2 separate regions of the Arachis hypogaea genome follow, and region 1 is linked to region 2. Evidence: chromatin contacts called from public Hi-C data. All regions are on one chromosome and are shown on one strand. The core of a region is the stretch at or near the end of the contact, and the rest is flanking DNA. Distances in the headings are between cores, read along the strand shown.

The links. Hi-C and Micro-C count contacts between places; a contact is called where the count stands out from the background.
Region 1: a Hi-C map of leaf shows a contact between it and region 2, with 4 times the contacts expected there. The contact joins the promoter of LOC112709876 here to the enhancer-like site in region 2. A contact is called at or near these places in 2 of 8 Hi-C or Micro-C datasets (both in leaf).

Annotation. Positions count from the first base shown.
Region 1 is chr9:2,482,113-2,488,660 of arahy.Tifrunner.gnm2.J5K5, reverse strand. It overlaps LOC112709876 (putative disease resistance protein RGA3), which reads right to left and starts at 2,480. Exons shown (of 1, transcript XM_025761862.3): 1 at 1-2,480. The coding sequence starts at 2,480.
Region 2 is chr9:2,434,617-2,441,129 of arahy.Tifrunner.gnm2.J5K5, reverse strand. No RefSeq gene overlaps it. Among protein-coding and RNA genes, the nearest start is that of LOC112709872, 17 kb to the right of the region's middle. Within about 2 kb of position 4,694, at least 1 of the 3 cell types and tissues checked has open chromatin away from gene starts, as enhancers often do.

The DNA of each region.
Region 1 (6,548 bases), core at 1,231-3,730, 50 kb before region 2:
ACATTTCGCAATCTCTTCACTCGCAATTCCTCCAAAGATGGGAACCGGCTTGCTTCCACATTATCATAACTTTCATCTTCCTCAATGTACTGCACATCATCCATGCCACTTACCACAAGCTTCTTCAGAAATGGAAGTTTTCCCACTGGAGGAAGATGCCCGCACTTTCCACAATCCTCAAGTCCAAGAGAAACTAAATTGTGGGTGTCAGAATTGTTTTCCATCCAAGTTGGCCAATGCATTCCCTCATAGCCTTCTATCTTCAACAGCTTGAGTGTGGAGTGAGGTTGAAGCGCTTCAAGTACTTCTTCTGCTTCAACAATCGACTTGCTCTTACTCTTACCACTTTTGCCCCATGACAAGCTTAATTCTCGAAGGTCTTGTTTACCCTTCAAGTAGCCATCTTCAGCTTCAGATATACTCCCAACATTTTCTAGGCCTTTGATGTTAAGCCCTCCTCCCAGATTCAAATGATGTAATTCTGCCAAACTATGCCCTTTCTTTGATTTCACAATGTATACACTTAGTGTTCTCAGATGGCTTAATTTGTGAGCGTCAGGAAACATACCAGTTAGAGAATCACATTCATGAATGACAAGATGTCGGAGATTTTGCATCCTAGTCAAGTGTTTCGGTAGACGGCGAAGCTTAGACAACCGTGTTAGTTTCAAGATTTCCAATCTGCGCAAATTGCAAATACTAGCAGGCAAGCTCTTTATATCCAAACGACGAAGTTCCAAATACCTCAAGCAAGTTAAACTCCCTAAAGATGGTGTCTTTCTATCATTTATGCACAAAACCCTAAGAGAATGATTTGTCGGAATCAACGTAGAACTGAAGGGAAATTCATGTGAATTCAGTTGATACAATGTCCGCAAGGATTCAGCTTTCTCAAAGGCTCTCTCCTTAAATTGTTTCTTATCAATGCGGTGAAAAAGAATATGACGGGAATTTCTTAAAGAATCGTTAAGGTTTTGTTTCTCCAAGCATATACACTCTTGCTCTGAAATTGATTGAGCAAGATCATGGACTAAATCATGCATCTTGAAATAAATCTTGCCAGAAGAATCATCACTCCTCACATCTTGGAACAATGATTTTTGGTATAATTCATTCCAAACCATGTTGCCAACCTCTTCTACCTCCAAGTTCGGCCGGGATGAAATAAATCCATTACCCATCCAAAGATAAATCAATTCTTGCTTCATGATTTCTGCATCTTTGGGAAATATGGCACAGAAAGCAAAACACTGCTTTAGAGTTGGCGTTAAAGAAGAGTAGCTTAATCTCAAGACACGCATAATATCATTCTCATCTGGTAAACTCCAAAGCTTACTTTTCTGAACTTCAAGCCATTCCATTTCCGTGCTTCTGGATTGCATCAAACCTCCTAATGCCAGTGCTGCAAGAGGTGATCCTCCGCATTTCTTGACGATCTCCTTCCCTATTGCAACAAGCTCTGCACGCTCTTCTTTGTCAGCTCCAAATGCGCGCAGTTTAAACAACGACCAACAATCATCATCAGATAGACGGTCCAAATGATGAGCTTGGCATGTTCCCATAATTGTTGCAACTTGTTTATCGCGAGTGGATACTAAAATGGATGAGCCTTTAGATCCACAAGACAATACGGAGTTTAACTTATCCCACTTGTCTTGGGTTAATCCCAATTCCATTTCTTGGCTTCTTTTCCAGACATCATCTAAAACCAATAAATACTTTTTACTTTGTAGCAATTCTTTTACTTTGACCTCCATTACTTCTATATCCATGACCTCAGACTTATCCTTTTTGGTAACTTCTAAAATGGAACGCAAAATACTCTTGATAGTGAAATTCTCAGAAACACACACCCAAATCTTCAAATCAAAGTTGTTACCTATGTCAGGATCGTTGTAAACCAGCTGAACAAGTGTTGTTTTCCCAAGACCACCTAAGCCAACAATGGGATAGACGGAAAGGAACTCAGACATTCGTGATGGGCTAAGAAGAAATTCCACAACTTGCTTTTTATCTTCATCTCTCCCGTACACTTGAGGAAGGGCGATAGTTGAGCTTGTTTGGCGCCATTCATCTACTGGCCTTCCCCTCACACCTTGTCTCAGATCAAAGTTGCTCCTAGCTTGAGCAATTCCATTCAGCCTCCCTATTATCTCATTCAACTTGTGCCGAAGATGACACTGATGGATCATGTTCTTTGGATTCAAAGATGATAAGCACCCAAGTTGAGAGAATTCAGTAGGCAACTGATCAAGGATATCATCCAGCACGTACATTGCATCTTTAAGCTGCTGCAGCCACACCTTCAGAGGACGATTTGACCACTGTTTCTCCTCAGCATCATCAAGAACAGCTTTGATTAGTTCTAAAGTCCGTGATAGCTCTTCAGCCTTTTCCTTGATTCCAAAGAAGGCTGCAAATTCTCTCAGGATCAAAGGGGTCAATTTCTCCAGCACAACTCCAAGCAAGGCCTCGGCCATTTTCAGAAATGCAACAGTCGAAGAAAGGGAAACAAATGAATTGTGAATAGGAACTGTCTTGTAATGCAAAATGGTTTCGGTGTTGAAAAAAACTCCAAGAAAAGTGAGTGGACCATCTTTTAATTTCTACCATTATTCTTAACAGATATTTTCACAATACTTGCCTACAATTATTGTCCTCGTGCCCAGACAAAAGAAAGAAATTATTGTCCTTGTGTTGTTACTTTAATTTGTCTCAAATCAATAATTTTCATTCACAGTATTTTGATATCTTTTTCTTTTAGCCATATGAACATTTCAATTATTGAGTATTAGAGTTGTAACTTGCAATTCAGTAATCCTCGTCAGGTTTTGTTTGATACGATTAACTAAAAATCGATAAGAATTGAACTTTTTAGGCTGAATTAGAATTGAAGTTTTTGTTGTATTTCATATTAGCACGTACTTATGTAAGAGTGCAAAATTAGATCAAGTTAACTCATAAGTAACTAATTTTGAATCAGGTAAAGATTATATATAGACAGATAAAAAGAAAACATCAAACTATGTTAGAAAAACAAATGCAGCCTGTTCTTTGTAGCTTATATATCAGTGAGACAGTAACCATGATCAACATTCTTATGTTGTGAGTTCTTTGACCCGCAATACATATGCTGTAATGCAAATAAAATGCAGTCAGCGTTGAAAGAAAACTCCAAGAAAAAATAAGGGTAGATACTTAGGTGTAGTCAATTTCATGTGAAGTTGATAATTGAGAACCGTTAAATAAAAATTTAGTCAAATCATTTAACGACTCTCAGCTATCAACTTCACATGAAATTAACTGTACCTGAGTTTTCACTAAAAATAAGTTGACCATCTTTTCTACCATTTATTCACGTGCTTTTATTCAATGAGATTCCTCATTCCACAATAATTGCTTTCAATTATTGTCCTGCTGCCCAGTCAAAAGAAAGAAATGATTGCTTGTTGCTTTGTGCTTGTCTTTTTGGATTACTTTAATTTACTGAAAAATTAGTGTGTCTCAAATCAATAATTTTCAGAGTGTATTGATAACGTTTGGAGGTCCCACGCACTCAAATTGGCACAAAAACAAAACACTTCAATTATTGAATACTAGAGAATTGCAATTAAGTAACGTTCATGAACTTTTGTTTGATGCGGATTAACTATAACTCAATAAGAATTGAAATTCTGAATTAGAATGAATTTCAGTTCCATTTTATATTAATACTGGAGTTATGTAAGAAGTGCAAAATTAGGTGAAGTTAATTTGTATGTAACTAATTTTAGGTTCCAATTTGAGAGATATGTTGGTTTGTAAGAAACTGAGAATTTGGATAAGAGAAAAGAGAGAGAGAATTGGATCAGAACTGAATTGCGGCAAAAGATCAGCAATTGAATTCTTAATCTTCCTTTTTATATTCATATTAGGTGAGCCTCCAGCTAAGACCAACTTGTATAACTGCTTCAACTGAACCAAACTACCACCAACTAACTAACAACTCTCTCTTAATAACAGTTTCTTTTCATCTCTTCTCTTTCATTGATTGCTCTTTCCTTGACACTGAATACTTTAAGTGAGTGAAAATTTTGGAATACTGTAAACTTGAAATGTGCAAGGAGTTGAGACAGAATAAAAAGAGTCCATCTTTGGTCACATTGATTTTGTCCTTCATGTCCTTCTACTAATATTGAAAAATAACTTGACTACTATTATGCAAATACACAACATAAAGAAAAGAAAAAGAAATCAGTAAGGAGTGTATAAACTAAGAGCACAAATATACATGGAGAACATGTGCTATATCAGGAATAGTCTTTATATCTAGATCACAAAGTCTTAAATACCTCAAGTGGCATAAAACTTGGAAGATTTTGTGCATAAAACTAGAAGAAAGAAAGACAAAGATTAGAGATTGGTTTTGCTTTGACCAGTGAAGATGGCTGTAGGAAAGAAATTATTTGTAATGCAAATTGCAAAGTGCAGTCAGTGCTGAAAGAAAACTCCAACGAAATATGTATTTAATGTTATTGAAAATTTTAAAATCTTACCTTCCAAATAAAATCTCATTTTACTATTTTTAAAAAGTACTCTTAAATAGTATGTTAGCAAAATCCTTTTTTTTTTTTTTTACTATGCAGACTAATAAATATTAAAAAGACAATTCTTCATGGATATATTAAAGGAGCAACAACAATGTCTACCATTATTAACCTTTTATAAATACCAAGCGGGGAAAATTTGTTAGTGCATCTCCAATGCTAGTTTTAATTTCATTTCACTTTGGATTATATAAATATATTTGTAAGACTATATATCATAAATGATAATTTAAAACTAAAAGTGAAATTTACTCCTCCAATATTTAGTATTAGTTCAATTAAAATTTTATATATATAATCATTTCCAAGTTCTATATAATATAACCTATTGAAACATAAAATATTTTGATATTATGTAGGGGTGTTGATGACAATTCAAGTGGTTGGAGATGAGAGGTGTGAAGATGTTTGGTATGACCAAAGTTGCAAAGATGGAAACCCCCTATTATTGTTATCGTAGAATGTCTCACCAAATATGGTTTCATAGCCCGTGCAGATTGCAGAGATTCCTTTTGTACATACACCCATAAATGCTTGTCCTTTTAATTATTGAGAAGAAACTCAATATTTGAATTGTATTATAAGATGAGCGTGATTATAAAGCATAGTTGTCAGAACCGAACCGGTGATCGAACCGATTAAGTTATTGGGTTATTGGATCATTGGTTCAACTAGTGGGTTACTGATTGAACCGATTAATCCGATCCTATGTAAATAAAAAATAAAAAATAATAAAAAATTTAAAGTTAAAATTTAAAATACATATTTTTACTAACATTTTAAGAATATTCAACTATTCTAAAATAATATGAAACAGAAATAATAAGTATTTTATTAATTTTAATGTATCATAAATATTTTATTTTGTTTTTATATTAAAATAATAATTATTTTCAAAATTTAATAATTTATTAATAAATTTATATCTATTATATTATTATATACTACAAATATTTATTAAAAAATAATATTAATAGATATTATATAATTATGAAAAAAAATAGTGAATTTATAATTATTATTAAATAAAAATATAATTAATTTAAAAATAAATGAGTTTATAACTAAAATTAAAATAAATTAAATAGAAGTAAATATATTTGATAAAAGATATTTATATATATATTAATTTGTAAACATGATAATTAAAACTGTGATAGCCTGGTGGTTGTGACATGTTTTTTTTATTGAGGACAGGGTTAATTTGTAAACATGATAATTAAAACTGTGATAGCCTGGTGGTTGTGACATGTTTTTTCTTATTGAGGACAGGGTTCGAACCCCACTTCACTCATTTTGCAAAATTTTAATTACCAGCGGTTCGGTTGGACCGGTTTACTACGGATTTGACCGGTTTACACCGGTTCTCATCTTTGTGTGGTTTAATTAGCGGACCAAATCGGTTTAGAGTCTGATTCACCGATTTTCCGATTAAACTGGCCGGTCGGATTTTTACAACACTGTTATAAAGTGTGAAAGTGTGAGCTTATTATTTATCACTTATATTCAATTAAATAAAAGGAGAATATTATATATTTAAGTTATTCTCATTCAATTTGTTTTTAACTCTGATATCTTCACAAACATACACTAAATTGAAGAATGATAATAACAAATTAAAATTGAAAGAATAAAGTTTGAGTTTTAGAAATTATGGCTATTCTCATGTTCTTTAAAATTATTTGTTAACTAGGGACGGAGCTAGATGAAAGATTAGAAGAGGGCAAAAAATATTTATATAATAAAATAAGACTAAAATAAAATTTTAAAAATGACTAAACTAAAATTTACATATAATTTATGTGTAAAAAATTAAAATTAGGGGGATCATTGCCCCTCTTTGCTACAATGTAGCTCCGCGCTGTTGTTAACTGAGTGCACAATTGATCCTTAATCCTTCAATGAAAAATTAGAAAGTAAATATTCTTAATGATAGGTTAGTATATAATATGTATAAGATTT
Region 2 (6,513 bases), core at 3,445-5,944:
CTATAGGAATGTCACGTCCTCTATGTCATTGTTGTCTTCTGATTATTGTGATCGTGCGTCCTCTATCGCTTTTGCTACTCCTATCTTTTTCTTCTACCAAATCTTCGGTTATCCTTTAGTAGATTTCTTGAACATGTTTTTTTTCAATGGCTTCAGTTTTGGCTTTGGTTTACAATTTCTCTCGTAGCCACTTCTAATCTTTCACGTTTTTGTAAATGCATGCTTTAATCTTCTTCGTCTTCGTGTTCCGTACGATTCCTGATGACAAGGTTTTATGCATTATTTAAAAGATTCGATTAGTGTTTGATGTGCATCATTATCTAATTCCTTTACAGAACTTTATTTAAATTTACGGATTGCATATATTTGCTTAGTTGTTGATCGAGATGCTTTGTTCTAGATATTGGAGTTTGTTCTTCTTATATTAATAATATTTGAAGTTATGAGGTTTGATTTGTTTGTGATTCTGTCTTTCTTTTTAATCAATAATTTTGAAATTGTTATTCAGTTGCTCAAGGAGAAGAATTATGCGATAAACATATGAGTGAATCGTTATTATTGTTTGTTAGATTGATGATTTTCTCTATTTAGGTGTAGTGAATTATTTGGGTGATTAATTGGCTGGATTGAAAATATTTTTCAATCTAGAAATTTGGTTAAATTTTTTTTTTATTTGCTGATCTGGTTCTATTATGGTACTATGTTGTCAAATATGACTTTTTTGTTATGGAACTATTTTTCTGATTGTTCAGGTGATATCTAGATTATGAACGCTTGCTTTTTGTTGGTGATTAGATAATGAATTTTGCTCTTGGCTAAGATCTAAAATTTGAGAATTTTCTCAATTTTAGTTTTTTTTTTGAAAATTTTTCTGCTCTCAGCTAGTTTTTATTCTCAGAAGTCTAGAGAGATTAATTTTCTTGGTTTGTAGTGCCTTGTGAAATTGGGATTATAGATCTTGCATATTGAAAAGAATTTTTATTGATTTTCAATGGAAAAGACTAGATATCTAAATCCTCAAAACTGAACAAATTTTATATACAAATTTTTTTCTTTGTTATATTCTAATAATTATAAAGCATATGACGTTTATCTTGAATATGTGTTAAATTGTAGCTTACATGTGAGTGTTAGCTACTAATTTAGATAGTTGTTTGCTGATATATGTTGCTTGATTAGTGATTATTACAGTAACTAACATAGCAAATAAGTAATCTGAATTAATTGCTTTTGAGGGATACATGAGGTTATTGGTTGCTGTCGTAAAGTAGTTTAGTAATATGTAATTATTGCTGAATTGGTGATTGATGTGGTTGTAACTTAATGAATCTTGGTTGAGAATTGTTAAAATCAGTTAATAGTGAGCTAGGAGGTTCTCATGTCTTATCTTATTTATAAAGCCTTTATGGTTTAAACTTGACTTTCATACTTATGCGATTATTTATTTATTTATTTTGTTATTCTTCCATGAACAAAGAGTAAAAGAACTAAGTTCTAATTGCTCAACTTATACATCATTGACTTTATGATATAATGATGGCTCTCAATTAGTTGATGCTATTTCCTTTAGATATTTCACTTTTAAGATATCAAGGAAGAATTTTTTTTTGCCTTCTAAATTCATACGATTAGTATGATAATACTCACTTGAGAACCATGTGTTTGTATAACAAATACTGTATTGTAGTATAAACCCCTATATGTTACATATGTTTTCTTTTATTATTATAAAATTATGTCGAAAATATTTTAAATTTCCAGCCCATCCATATTTGACACCTTGCACAAAAATTGTGGACGATGGAGATTGGAAAATTTTTTGTTTACAATGTATGAAAATTGAAGATGTCTAAATTTTAAATAAATTGATGAATGAATTTTTGTACTGTGAGTTTTTTTTGAATCATTGGGTTTGATCTTGAGCTTTTCCATCATAGCTTGTTAACCTAAGAAATTAGGGGTGTCCGCGGATCGGATCGGATCGGATCGGATATGGCCAAAAATTCGATCCGATCCGCACTAAAATCATCGGATCGGATCGGATCTAATATCCGCAGTTTTTAAGGTTGGATCCGATCCGATCCGATCCGCACATTTGCGGATCGGATCGGATATCGGATATATCCGCAAAACACAAAAATATTTTTAAAAGTTTATTTTTATTAAAAAAATATCAATAAAATTTATTTTTTCTATTCTTTTAAATATGTTTACTCTTAAAATAATATTAAACATACTTTTCTTGAATAATAAATTAAAATAATTTAACATATATGATAATTATTAGTTGAAATAAAACATAAAAAGAATATTTTACTTATTTATTTCTTTATTTTTGCGGATACGCGGATATACGGATCGGATATGCGGATACCAACACAAAATCCGCAATCCGATCCGATTAGTGTGCGGATCCGATCCGATCCGATCCGAAAGCCTTGCGGATCGGATCCATATCCGCAATTTTCGGATCGGATTCGGATAAACACTGCGGATATGCGGATCGGATCCGATCCATAGACACCCCTATAAGAAATAATGGGTATGGATTGATCATAATTTGATCTTGAAGATGTAAAATTTATAAATTTTTTCTTTCTTTTCATGAGTTTCCTATTTTTAATTGGTTCATTTATTTCGAATTTTATCATATGTTGCATTTGCTTGTTTTGAATCTTTTCCTTATCTGTATGCTTTGATTGATTGTATTTGAATATTTCATTTTGTTATGGTTGTTGATGTTTAGAAATAAAAAATTTCAAGTGATACTATTTTTTTATATATGCTAGCTTCGTTTTGGATGCAACATCTATGTCCTTTTCCTAATCTATTCTCAATTATTTGTAATACTCTCATTATTTTTGACCTTTTTAGAGTCTTGATAATGATGTTGATGAGGAATGGTTATGGAATAAGGAGTATGGTGAAACTTTTTCGGTGATTTCAACATTTGCTTATGCCCTAAAGTCTCTTATGCTATGATGATATTGTTCTGCTAGACTTTGTTTTGTTTTGTTCGCTTTCTAGTTTTGTTGAAAAAAAAATCTATATTCTATCTAACATTGTCACATTTTGTAGTATGATTGTTGAGCATGGTGCATACAGAGGACTAGAAATTATAACTTGCGAGAAATAGTTCTTCTAAGACTCTTTCATTTCTTTTATTTAAGTAATGGTAATCGTTAAGTTTGGGAACGTTAGGTGTTCTTCTTGGGATGGTTTGTGTTGAAGTATGCGCTATAATCGTGCCGCGTAATTTTATTTATCGTTCATTCCGCTATATTTCATATCGGGAGTTCCTTGTTTTAATTCTTGTTGAAATGAAATTTGATTATTTTGTTTCATATCCTACATCTTATGCATATCTCGATCTTATCGTGCTTTTGGCTATCCCATAGATTCTCTACAACATAGGTGTTGACGTTGCATTCCTTTACGTGAATTATGTAACTCCTTGATGTAATCTAAACTTGCTTTACTATGATACATCATATCTTTTAGTATTCTCGAATTCTTATTCCAGATCTTCTTTGAAAAAGTTTTTGATTTGATTCTTTTCTTGCCTTATTGTGTTCCTAATCATTCACTTAAATCTTTCAAACAAAAAAAAATTGCCATTGACTTTAGTTATCTTCTTTTGGTAAACTTTGTACTTCTTTGATTCCACTTAAAATTGTTTTGACCTAATGCACTATCTTTTCTTTTATTGTTTCTATCAAAATTTCTTGATTCATATTTTTTCGTTAAGATTTAATTGACTCTCTTTCTGGGACACTTCATTGTTTCTGTACATCATTGCTTAATTGTAGTCTTAAGCATCCTTCCACGTTCATACGAACACCATCTGCGAGGTTTGCTCTTCTCTTTCTAAGTTTTGAATCCTTTTGAGTAAACTCGTGCTTGTTTCGGTGTCACGTGCGCCTCCCAGATAGCAAACGAGTTCATTAGCACACAGCTTATCAATGCTAAAGTTTGAACGTCGTAATTCTAAGACATGACGTAAGACCGGTTGCTTCCATGGATATATACTACAGAACCAAGGAGAGTATGAAGTAAGATTGTATTTTGAGGAGAATGACGAACGAAGTGAAGAGTGCTATGTACATCTGAGCTATCAAGAAAATGTGAGTCGGTGAATGTCAACCGCATCATTTTTTAACAGAAACCTATCTTGTAACTTTTGTACCTCCTTATACTTCTTTCTCATGTTTGGTAAAGTACTAAAACCATGTAAAGTCTTGCAGATTATATCAATTTTCGAGGGCGAAAATTTTTATAAGGAGGGTAGAATGTAAAATTCCTATAATACCCTTACTCATTTTTTTCCCAAACCAAACTTTAACCCTAACTTCCTAAATTACCAACACACACCCACTCCCCCAAATCAGAGAAGAGAAGCAAAGAGAGTGAGGATCGAGAAAGAAAAGAGAGGAGAGGGTGCAAACCAGAGAAGAGAGGAGAAGGGGGAGATCGCGCCAGCAGGAGTCGCTGCCGCTCACCGCGCCGTTGCTGATGATGGAGGACCGATGAGAGACTGTCGCGGAGAAGGGGGAGCTCGCACGAGTGAGGAGCGCCGCCATCGCCGCCAGCCTTGTCGCGCTAGTCCTTGTTGCCGTCGGGTCACCTTGCCATCGCGGGATAGAGGAGATGCGTGAGCTGAAGGGAGCTGGTATGCCTCTGCTGTTGCTGCAGGCTGCACCACCGCGCCTTTGGTCGCCGGGAACCGAGCTGACATCACCGGAAGCCACAGCTGAAAACTCTACATGTTTGCCCTAGCTCCGCTTTATTTATGCCGGTTTGTCCTTGCCGGTGGGGATCACCAGAACTGCTGATGCTCCATCCTCTTGTTTCTTTTGGTAAGACTACTCTTGTTCTGCCCTGTCTTGCCATAAAGCTCTATTATTCACTTTGTCCTATCCTGCTTGATGTCCTTGTCTGCCTTTGCTCAATTTTAAACCAGCGTGGGCTATTGGATTCGCTGTTGCCCCTTGCTACTAGGGCTGTTGTTGATGTTACTGCAATGAGAATTGAAGTTATTGCTACTACCCGAATCCAAATTCTGCGCAGTTTCGTACCTTTTAATTCGACACTCTGGGTTTGGTCTCTTTGGTCCGTTAGGACCATGCTGTGAGTAGGCTTTACATTTATAATCGTTAAGCTTTTGGTTTAAGCTAATATGAGTTTTTAATTATATTTATAAAACTATTATTGAATAATTTTGATTTGATTAGGATAATTGATTTATTATAGCTAAATAATTATTTTTATAAAATTTATAAAATTTTAAATGAGACTATATATAAATTTGATAAAGTTTTATATTAATTTAGAATATTGATTTTATTCGAATATATACTTTTGAAATATTGAAGTATTTGTTGGCACTCACTTTTAAATTATGAAATATGTTTTTATGATTGAAAAAATATGATTTGAAAATATTTCTGATAAGAAAGTATTATCTGATTGATTTGATTCGATACCTATATTTCAGAGATTAAAGATTTATTGTATTTGAAACTATATGTTTTGAATTGGTTTGGGAGGCTCGTATTAGAAAACCTTAGTTAACGGTGGTTATGACGTTAACTTAGATGCATCTGAGTCAGATTCCAGCTAGCAGAGGTGTTGCTAGCCTAACGTGCGTGTAGGCCACACATTAGATCTGTTATTTTGTTAGGACACATAAGAGGAAAGGGCTACCCATAGAGGTGGAGCCGCCCATGTGTGGACTTTTGATTTGATTTCTCTATGAGAACTCCCTTATTGATTCACCTATCATTATCAACTATTACTTTCTAATTAATATTACTTTGATAATAATATTATATGGTCTCATGTGGATTATAGATGTATTGTCTAGTCACTGAGTTGCAAAACTCACCCCGTTTTCTAAAAATATTTTTCAGGAACAAATATTTGACTATGTGAAACTTTCTATTCAAGAGTAACGGTCTGCAATGAGTACCTATTCTTTGTCGATTTCCTAGAAGTATATGCTCCATATGTCACAAGCAGGATCTAACCATTCTTAGTGATTTTAATTTTTTTGTTAAAAATATATAATTATTTATTTTAGAACTTGTAAAATATTTGTAACTTGCTTATTCAATTTATATTTGAGTATGTTAGGCTTGCTATAGGATTATTTTCCTGAGCGCCGGTCATGACTCATTTTGGGTTGTGACAAGCTCGAACTCGACTCATTAATAGCTCGATAAGCTGAACTCGTGAGCTGGTGAACCAAGCTTGAGCTTGGATTTGAGCTCATAAATTAAATCAGTCGAGCTTGAGTTTGAATAAGCTCAACTCATTAGCTCGTAAGCTGGCTCGATTATATATATAATATTAAAAGTATAGATTAAATGTATATAGAATATGCGTATTAATAATATATATATATATATAATTTTACATATATTAATGTTCTTAATTGTTTAAAATTTTATAGTAATTTTTTATATATAATTTTGATGTGGGACATAAATAAAAAATTTATAATTGATAGATAGA